2 separate regions of the Mus musculus genome follow, and region 2 is linked to region 1. The links are chromatin contacts, called in public HiChIP or PLAC-seq maps. All regions are on one chromosome and are shown on one strand. Each heading gives the region's core, a stretch centred on a gene start, on an enhancer-like site or on the middle of the called end of the contact. The rest is flanking DNA. Distances are from core to core; before and after follow the strand shown. Region 1 holds the start of Pclaf (PCNA clamp associated factor). Region 2 holds the start of Rps27l (ribosomal protein S27-like).

Region 1 (3,754 bases), core at 421-2,920:
GCAGGTTACTGAAACTCCAATCCCAAGCCCTCTCCCCATTACAGATAGAGCTAAGAACACAGTTCAGCAATGGACTCTGCCTGAAATGCCCAAGGCCATAGATTCAATCCCCAATACCTGGGGAAGGGGAAATGTTAAGCTTTCTATAAGAGTAAATCCTACTTTTCAAAGCTGCTGGCTCCTTTGCATAAGAAAAATACCATTCCTGGTTATATTTTAATATAGGAATGTAAAATCAAAATTCAGAGAAAATTGCCCCTTTAAAAAATATAACAGGAGAATGGTGAATCTCACCTACAATCCTGGAAACCCAAGTTTGACCTGCTAATCCCCTAAATTGAAGATCTTAAAGACAGAGAGATCAGAAGTTGAAGGCCAGCTTTAGCTACGTAACAAGTTTGGGGCTACCCTGAATTACATGAGAACGTGTGTGTGTGTGTGTGTGTGTGTTATTCCAGCAGTGGGGAGATGGAGGGCAGAAGGATCTGGAGTTCAAAGGTGTTCTTTGTACATAAAAATGTTGAGGCCAGCCTGGGCTACATGAGACCTTGGAAGAAGGAAAAGGGAGGGAAGGAGGGAGAACAAAAGGGAGGAGAGAGTTAAAAAGGAAGGTCGGATAGGGGAAGAACTGGGGAGTAGAGGAGGAGGGAAAAGCAGAGACAAAAGCAAACCAATCTGGGGCAGTGTGGTTAGCTCAGCGGTAGGGTACTTGTTCAACATGGGCAAGGAAGGCCCAGGGTTCAGTTCCCAAAGATTGCATGCATGGTCAAACAGACACTCACATACATCCCCCAACCGGAAACGCGGTAGTACAGTCAATCATCACCATAAATCTAATGAGGAGACACTTAAGTAGCCTCCAAGAAAATAGTAACTGTTAACAATTTTTAAAACACCATTCAGAAAAGAAAAAAAAAAGTTTAAAAATATACTGCCCCTCACCACCAAGACATGAATTTTCCATTGGACCCTCACCCCCATCCAAGCCTGCTGAAAGACTAAGGCTCCCTTAGAGGGCGAGAAAGAAATTTAGGTGTGAGAATGTCAACGGAAACAAATTCCAGAGGAAGGAAACTAAGTAAAAATAAATCCACCGCGGGTCAGGACCACACAGGTTAGTACTGCCTTGCCCGGCCTGATGCTCTCGGGGTGTTACTTCAGAAGCTTCCACGACCCTTCCTACCTTTTCTCGACGAACTTGAAGAATTGGTGACAAAGGTGGAGGAGCCAAGCACCTTCCTAGGGGCTTGAGAAGCCACCGCTGCAGAGAGAGATAAATAGGGGCGTTCAGAAAAGGCAGGAGGGTTCGGATCCCCGAGCTTTGTTCTACAACAGTCCCAGGCCAGTAAAGAGGAGGGAGATGAACAGCAGCAAACGACCTTGCCTGTTCTCTGCAGCTTATTAGCAGTGAGGGCCGGGAGCCTGCCTTCTAGCTGCTCAATGGGAGGCAGCCATGGGCGTCTCCACCCCTGGACAGGCTGCCTAGGGAACCCCCTGCCACCTCGCTGCATCATTTACCTTTTCTGTAGGCTCCTGGAACGTAGTTTGCTTTGGTCCGCACCATGTTCACACAAGAAGAGACAACTTTCACCGTCACCCCAACTGCAGATGTCTCAATTAGAGAAGAACCCGAAAATGATGTTCCCGCCACCGTTTAAATGGGTCTCTTTCCCGCGCGCTCCAAGCGCTTGAGAACCTCGATTCTTATTGGTTCCGCGCCTTCACTCTGGACCAATTGACAGCGTCCAGCAGTGACAGCCTCGAGACTTAAGGTTTTGCTGGCCAGTCAGTCCATCAGCCCCAGTGGTCGTGATTTGTACCTCCCTGGTAGGCGGTGCTAGGACTCTGGGTGGGGGAAGAGGGGGGCACGAAGTATGGAGGTGAGGTAGATAGGTTGTGAACTAGCCAAAATAAAACCAAGTAGAGATAGGGATTGTAAAATTTCTTCAAAAGTTACCAGAGTTAAATCCATGATAATTAAACACTGAAAGTGAAAATTAAGTGGACTTTTCTATGTAAATCATAACTAAAGTTTAGTATCCTAAGGATGAACCCTACTGTGTTCTAAAACAACTTTCTGAGGCGGGAGAAAGGAAAACTCAATTTAGTTTATTTAGTTTACAGTGTTTTAAAAACCGTTTTCAGATCGCATGAGACAAAAAATTAGGACAAATTGTCCATACACATATAAAAATAAGTAAATAAAATTTAAAAAACATGGCCAAAGAATTTTTTAAATGCCAAATGTAAAAGGGTCACAGCACCAACCCACGTGAGGATAACCCTGCAAAAAAGAGATCATATTGTCTGACCCATATTTCAAATTACAATATTCCTAAGAATTTGTGTTTGTTCTGAATGCCATGCACGAAACAAAACCGTATGTGCTTGCTGCAGAATGCTGTCTGTTAATGCTTGTTTAAAAGATGACCCTTCAGCATGTTACAGAACTACTTTTCTGCAGTGAATTATGCTTGAACAGCAATGAAATCTATTCAGGGCCTTAACCAAATCAACAATTAATAGTATATTCAATTTAAAGATTTTAAAGCCAGGCCTACTGCACCTTGTAATCTCAGCCCTGAGGAGGCAGAGAGACTGGGAAATTGTGAGTTCCTTGCCAGTCTGGGCTAGATCACAATATTTTAGAAAAAAGAAAAAAATATAGAAAGGAAGAAAAGAAAAGGGGCACAGTAGTTGAGAGTATTGCTGCTTTTTCAGAGGAACCCAGTTCAATTCCTAGCACTAGCATGGCAGTTCATTCATGGCAGTAACCAAGCTCCAAGTGACTTGGCACCCTCACACAGACATGCAGGCAGGCAAAATGCCAATACACATAAAATTAAAATAAATCGTTTATTTAAAAAAAGAAAGGAAGGAAGGAAAGGAAAGAGCTAGACCGAAAAAACAGGAGCTGGAGAGGTAACTCAGCAGTTAAGAGAACTGGCTACTCTTCCAGGGACCCTGGAGTACACAGGTTCAATTCCTAGCACCTCCATATCAGCTCACAACTGTTTGTAACTCCAGCTCCAGGGGATCTGACACATTGACACAGACACACTCAGGCAAGATGGGAATCAATGCACATAAAATAAATCATCAAGAAAAAAGGAGCCAGGCTGTGGTGCAGGCCTTCAATCCCAACCCTCAGGAGGCAAAGGCAGGTGAATCAAGGCTGTCCTGGAACTCTACAGAATCAGCTCCAGGAAGGCAAAGGCTACACAAAGAAAAGAAAATGGAACAACCAAACAACTAGACAAACAACTCAAGTGAAAATAATGAAAAGGTTTAGGCAGTCATTAAATTAACATTATAATCTTAGCAATTGCCTGTAGTTTATCTTACTCTGGAGTGTTAAATTACTGCCAAATTCTCACATAAAATCAACAAGTCAATCAACAGACATTCCATTCTTGTCATTCACCCTCATGAAAATGAAGTGTTTCTTTTCAGTTTTTGTTTTTCTTTTTTAAAGATTTATTTATTTTATGTATGTGAGTACACTGTAGCTGTACAGATGGTTGCTGGGAATTGAATTCAGGGCCTCTCCTCACCCTGGTCAAACGACCCCACTCCTTCTATTTGCCCCTGCTCTCTCCAGCCCAAAAGACTTATCATTATATCTAAGTGCACTGTAGCTGTCTCAGACATACCAGAAGAGGATGTCAGATCTCATTATGCATGGTTGTGGACTACCATGTGGTTACTGGGATTTGAACTCAAGACCTTCAGAAGAACAGTCAGCGATCTTAAA
Region 2 (3,466 bases), core at 525-3,024, 1.1 Mb before region 1:
CACACCTTTAATCCCAGCACTGGGGAGGCAGAGGCAGGCGGATTTCTGAGTTCGAGGCCAGCCTGGTCTACAGAGTGAGTTCCAGGACAGCCAGGGCTACACAGAGAAACCCTGTCTCTAAAAACCAAAAAAAAAAAAAAAAAAAAAAAAAAAAAGCCATACCTTCTGTGAGCCTGGCTTTTCCTCCTGTGGGCTGGCACAACACAGTTGAACAACCCACACAAAGAACCACAGTCTGTGCATGGCTGAAAACTGTAGTAATCTTGTAGCAACCTAGAAAGGGAAGGAAGGGGAACCATACATTAAAAACTTGAAAAGCAGATGAAAACACAGCCCCAGCTCTTCATTTTTCTTGATAGCATGTAAAGTACTTGTCATTTATATATTAAGTGATGTTTTAACAGAACTTAAGTTTAACAGAATTTCCTGTAAATTCTGTAAACAATAATTATTCTAGAAGTCACTTGTTTTTTTTAAGGTGAAACATTAAATTTAGTATTCCAGAACCGTTAACATTTCAGCATGTAACAGACATGTCATCTGTTTCAAGTTATAGCTTCAGTGTAGTGTTTTACTCTTAAATTCTGTTTCCATTTCCACATGTTAAGTACTAAACAGACACATATGGTATAGCAAACACATCAGACAGCAGTTTGAGAATGAAGAATCAACATATATTTTATTTGCATTGCAAAAAAGAAAATTCATCATCTTAATGATCATCTTAAGTTAAAGACTTAAGTCAACGTATCCTTTACCTGGCTCCCATATGTTTCTACAAAGGTTTGAGTATGTTTCTTTAAAATGACCCTTATGACAATTCTGTAATGTCATTTCTAGTCAACAGTGGATCCTGACTTATTAAAGTGTGAATCTTTCCTGAAACGTCCTTTAGGACAGGGAAATTTGAAATTTTATACCTGGACATTTCACATCCATGAAGTAAGAATTTGGGCTCTGAACCAGCCGTTTCTTCTTATGTTTTTTCTTCTCCTCCTCCAAGGAAGGGTGTAACAGATCTCTAGCCAGCTGTGGAAGGAAACATATTGTTACTACTGGAGTCACAGTACACGGGTGGCAGCCCGAATCACACGAGGAACGCAAAGCAGGAGCAACAGGCACACTCCGCAGAGGGGGTACTTAAGACCCTAACTTTTCAAGATAGGACCACTTTCACCCACACGTTGCCAGTCCTTTCCTGGCACTTTACAGCGCTCGGGCAGCATATGGGAGAGAGAACCCCTTTGTCGTTTGGCTGGGTAGCCATCAAAGCTAAGTAAAAACCAGCGTCTGGCTCGGGCCTCCCCGAAGCCGCAGCGCAGCAGATCAGAACAAGGCCGGGATGACCTCAGCCCCGGGGCTCCACATCCAATGGCCAGCACAGGGCTGCGGCATGCTCGCCCGGGGTGGAGTGAACGTGTCGGAAGCTGCGAGGCCCGTTAGTGACCCTGAAGCCCATGGTGAGCTGGGAGCTGCACCCCACGGGCTGGCCACTCACGCGAGCCCGGACAGGGCCCGCCACGCCATGCCGCGCCGTGTCGCCCGGACAAGTCTCAACAAGCCCGCCATGCCTCGGCCCGCAGGAGCAAGAGACGCCGCGGGCTTAGCCGCCTGCCGAGGCGCCAGACTAACAGAAAGCCTGAAGGAAAGCAAGCCCGAGCCCAAAGTCAAAAACTTACGGGCATGGTGACGGCTCCGCAAGCGCGGCCGCTCCAGGTCGCCGAGACGAACTGCTCGCTTTCGAGCGCCCCTCAGCAACTTCCGGGATAGAGGCGGCGGGGAGGAGTGGAGAGGAGTGGAGGCGGGGGCGACCGCTCTAGGCTCCCGTCTCAGTGGTACGGCTCCCGCCCTGACCGCCGGGCCAAGTCCAATGAGGGACATTTAAATGGCTTCTGCGTTAAACTCCGACTCCGCCCTGCACCCAGGCCGGGCTTCGGAGGCCCGGGCATTAGGCATTAGAGGGAAACCAGACCCGAGGCTGCAACTAGCCTGGTCTCCCCTGTTCATTGTGCGGGGCAGCGGACAGGGGGACACACGGAACAATAATCTTTGTTCTTCGCTGTATTACAAACACCATAGGCGAGCCTGGGAGGGGGCTGGCTCAGCGCTTAAGAGTGTGTGTTGGTTAAGACTGTGTACTGCTCCCGCAGACGATCTGGGTTTGGTTTTCAGAACCGAGCTGGGCGGTTCGAAACTGCCTCAAACTCAACTCCAGGGAGATCTGCAGGTCTTTTCTGATCTCTATGGCACTGCACTCCCTATGCGCGCGCGCGCACACACACACTCATAATTAAATTTAAAAATCTGATTTTGGGGTTGGAGGTGTAGCTCAGCTAATAGCATGCTTGCCTTGCCTTCATGAAGCCTTAGGTTAAATCCCTAACACCACTAAATAAATAATTTTTAACTAGAAAGATCCCACTGACGGGTTGTGAAACAAACTTCTAGTCTTGTGTCTGTGCCTTCTAAGGAGTGAGACTTGAAGTTCTGCACCGGATAGGCTTCACCTCCGGTTTGCTTTGCTCTGAAATAGTTTTTTAAACAAATCCCATTTGCTGCTGTGTTTGATATGCCTCTGTCTCAGAAAACGTGGTAGGTGGCACCTAAGAAAGAAACCTGATATTGACCCCCTGGCTTAAACACACACACATACACCATTTATAAGCTTGACCCTAAGACTGTCCTACCAATTTGGGGAAAAAAAAAAGATGTATAATACTCAATTTGCATAAAGCAGAAGAAAATTAAAACACCGCATTCCCTCATGGAGGAGTGCTCACCCAGTAAGTAAGAAACCCCGAGTTTGATTTCCAGCACTGGATACATCTAGGGGTATGGGGCACACTTATTATAATCCAGCACTTGGGGTTTAGGCAGGAGGGTTGGAAATTCAAGATCATCTTCAGCCATATGGGGCCATCTCTGGAACACCAAAAATGAATAAACTGTAAGTCAATACTAAATATGGTGATATAGATAACTATGTAAATTATTATGTGTGTACGGGGAAAATAATGGTCCTAGAAGTTCCAATGTCTCAATGTCCATGGTCTGTGGTTACTTGACGAGTACAGTTAAGGCTGCAGTCTGCATGAGATGCCTGCCCTAGTCTCTGCCATTTGAACACTTGAGACCCAGTTGGTGCGGTTTAGGCTTAGGAGGCTTAGGAGGTGTGGCCTCATTGCAGAAAATATGTCCCTAGAAGCCAGCTCTGAGGTGTTAAAAGAGTTACATTCCCAGTTTGCTCTCTGCCTCACGCTTGTCCTTTAAAATGTGACTCTCAGCTTGCTGCTCCCGTTGCCATGCCTACCTGGTGCCACACATCCGTGTTATGATGGTGATGGATTCTTACTGTTCTGGAACCATAAACCTAAATAAACCTTTCCATCTAGAAGTTGCCTTGGCCATGAAGTTTCTTCACCATAATAGGGTGGGGGTGGGGATGGCGGTGGGGGTTGGCGGTGTT

What was found. HiChIP or PLAC-seq counts read pairs in DNA pulled down with a chosen protein or histone mark.
Region 2: an H3K27ac HiChIP or PLAC-seq map of embryonic stem cells shows a contact between it and region 1, with 3 times the contacts expected there. The contact joins the promoter of Rps27l here to the promoter of Pclaf in region 1. A contact is called at or near these places in 2 of 39 promoter capture datasets (3T3-L1-derived adipocytes and pre-B cells), 1 of 484 Hi-C or Micro-C datasets (B cells) and 3 of 115 datasets of contacts at active chromatin or transcription factors (embryonic stem cells and pro-B cells).

What each region holds. Positions count from the first base shown.
Region 1 is chr9:65,888,239-65,891,992 of GRCm38.p6, reverse strand. Pclaf (PCNA clamp associated factor) reads right to left here and starts at 1,670. Exons shown (of 4, transcript NM_026515.2): 1 at 1,519-1,670; 2 at 1,184-1,261. The coding sequence starts at 1,564. All of the region lies in intron 1 of Trip4 (thyroid hormone receptor interactor 4), which reads left to right.
Region 2 is chr9:66,944,394-66,947,859 of GRCm38.p6, reverse strand. It overlaps Rps27l (ribosomal protein S27-like), which reads right to left and starts at 1,774. Exons shown (of 4, transcript NM_026467.5): 1 at 1,680-1,774; 2 at 921-1,029; 3 at 163-273. The coding sequence starts at 1,685.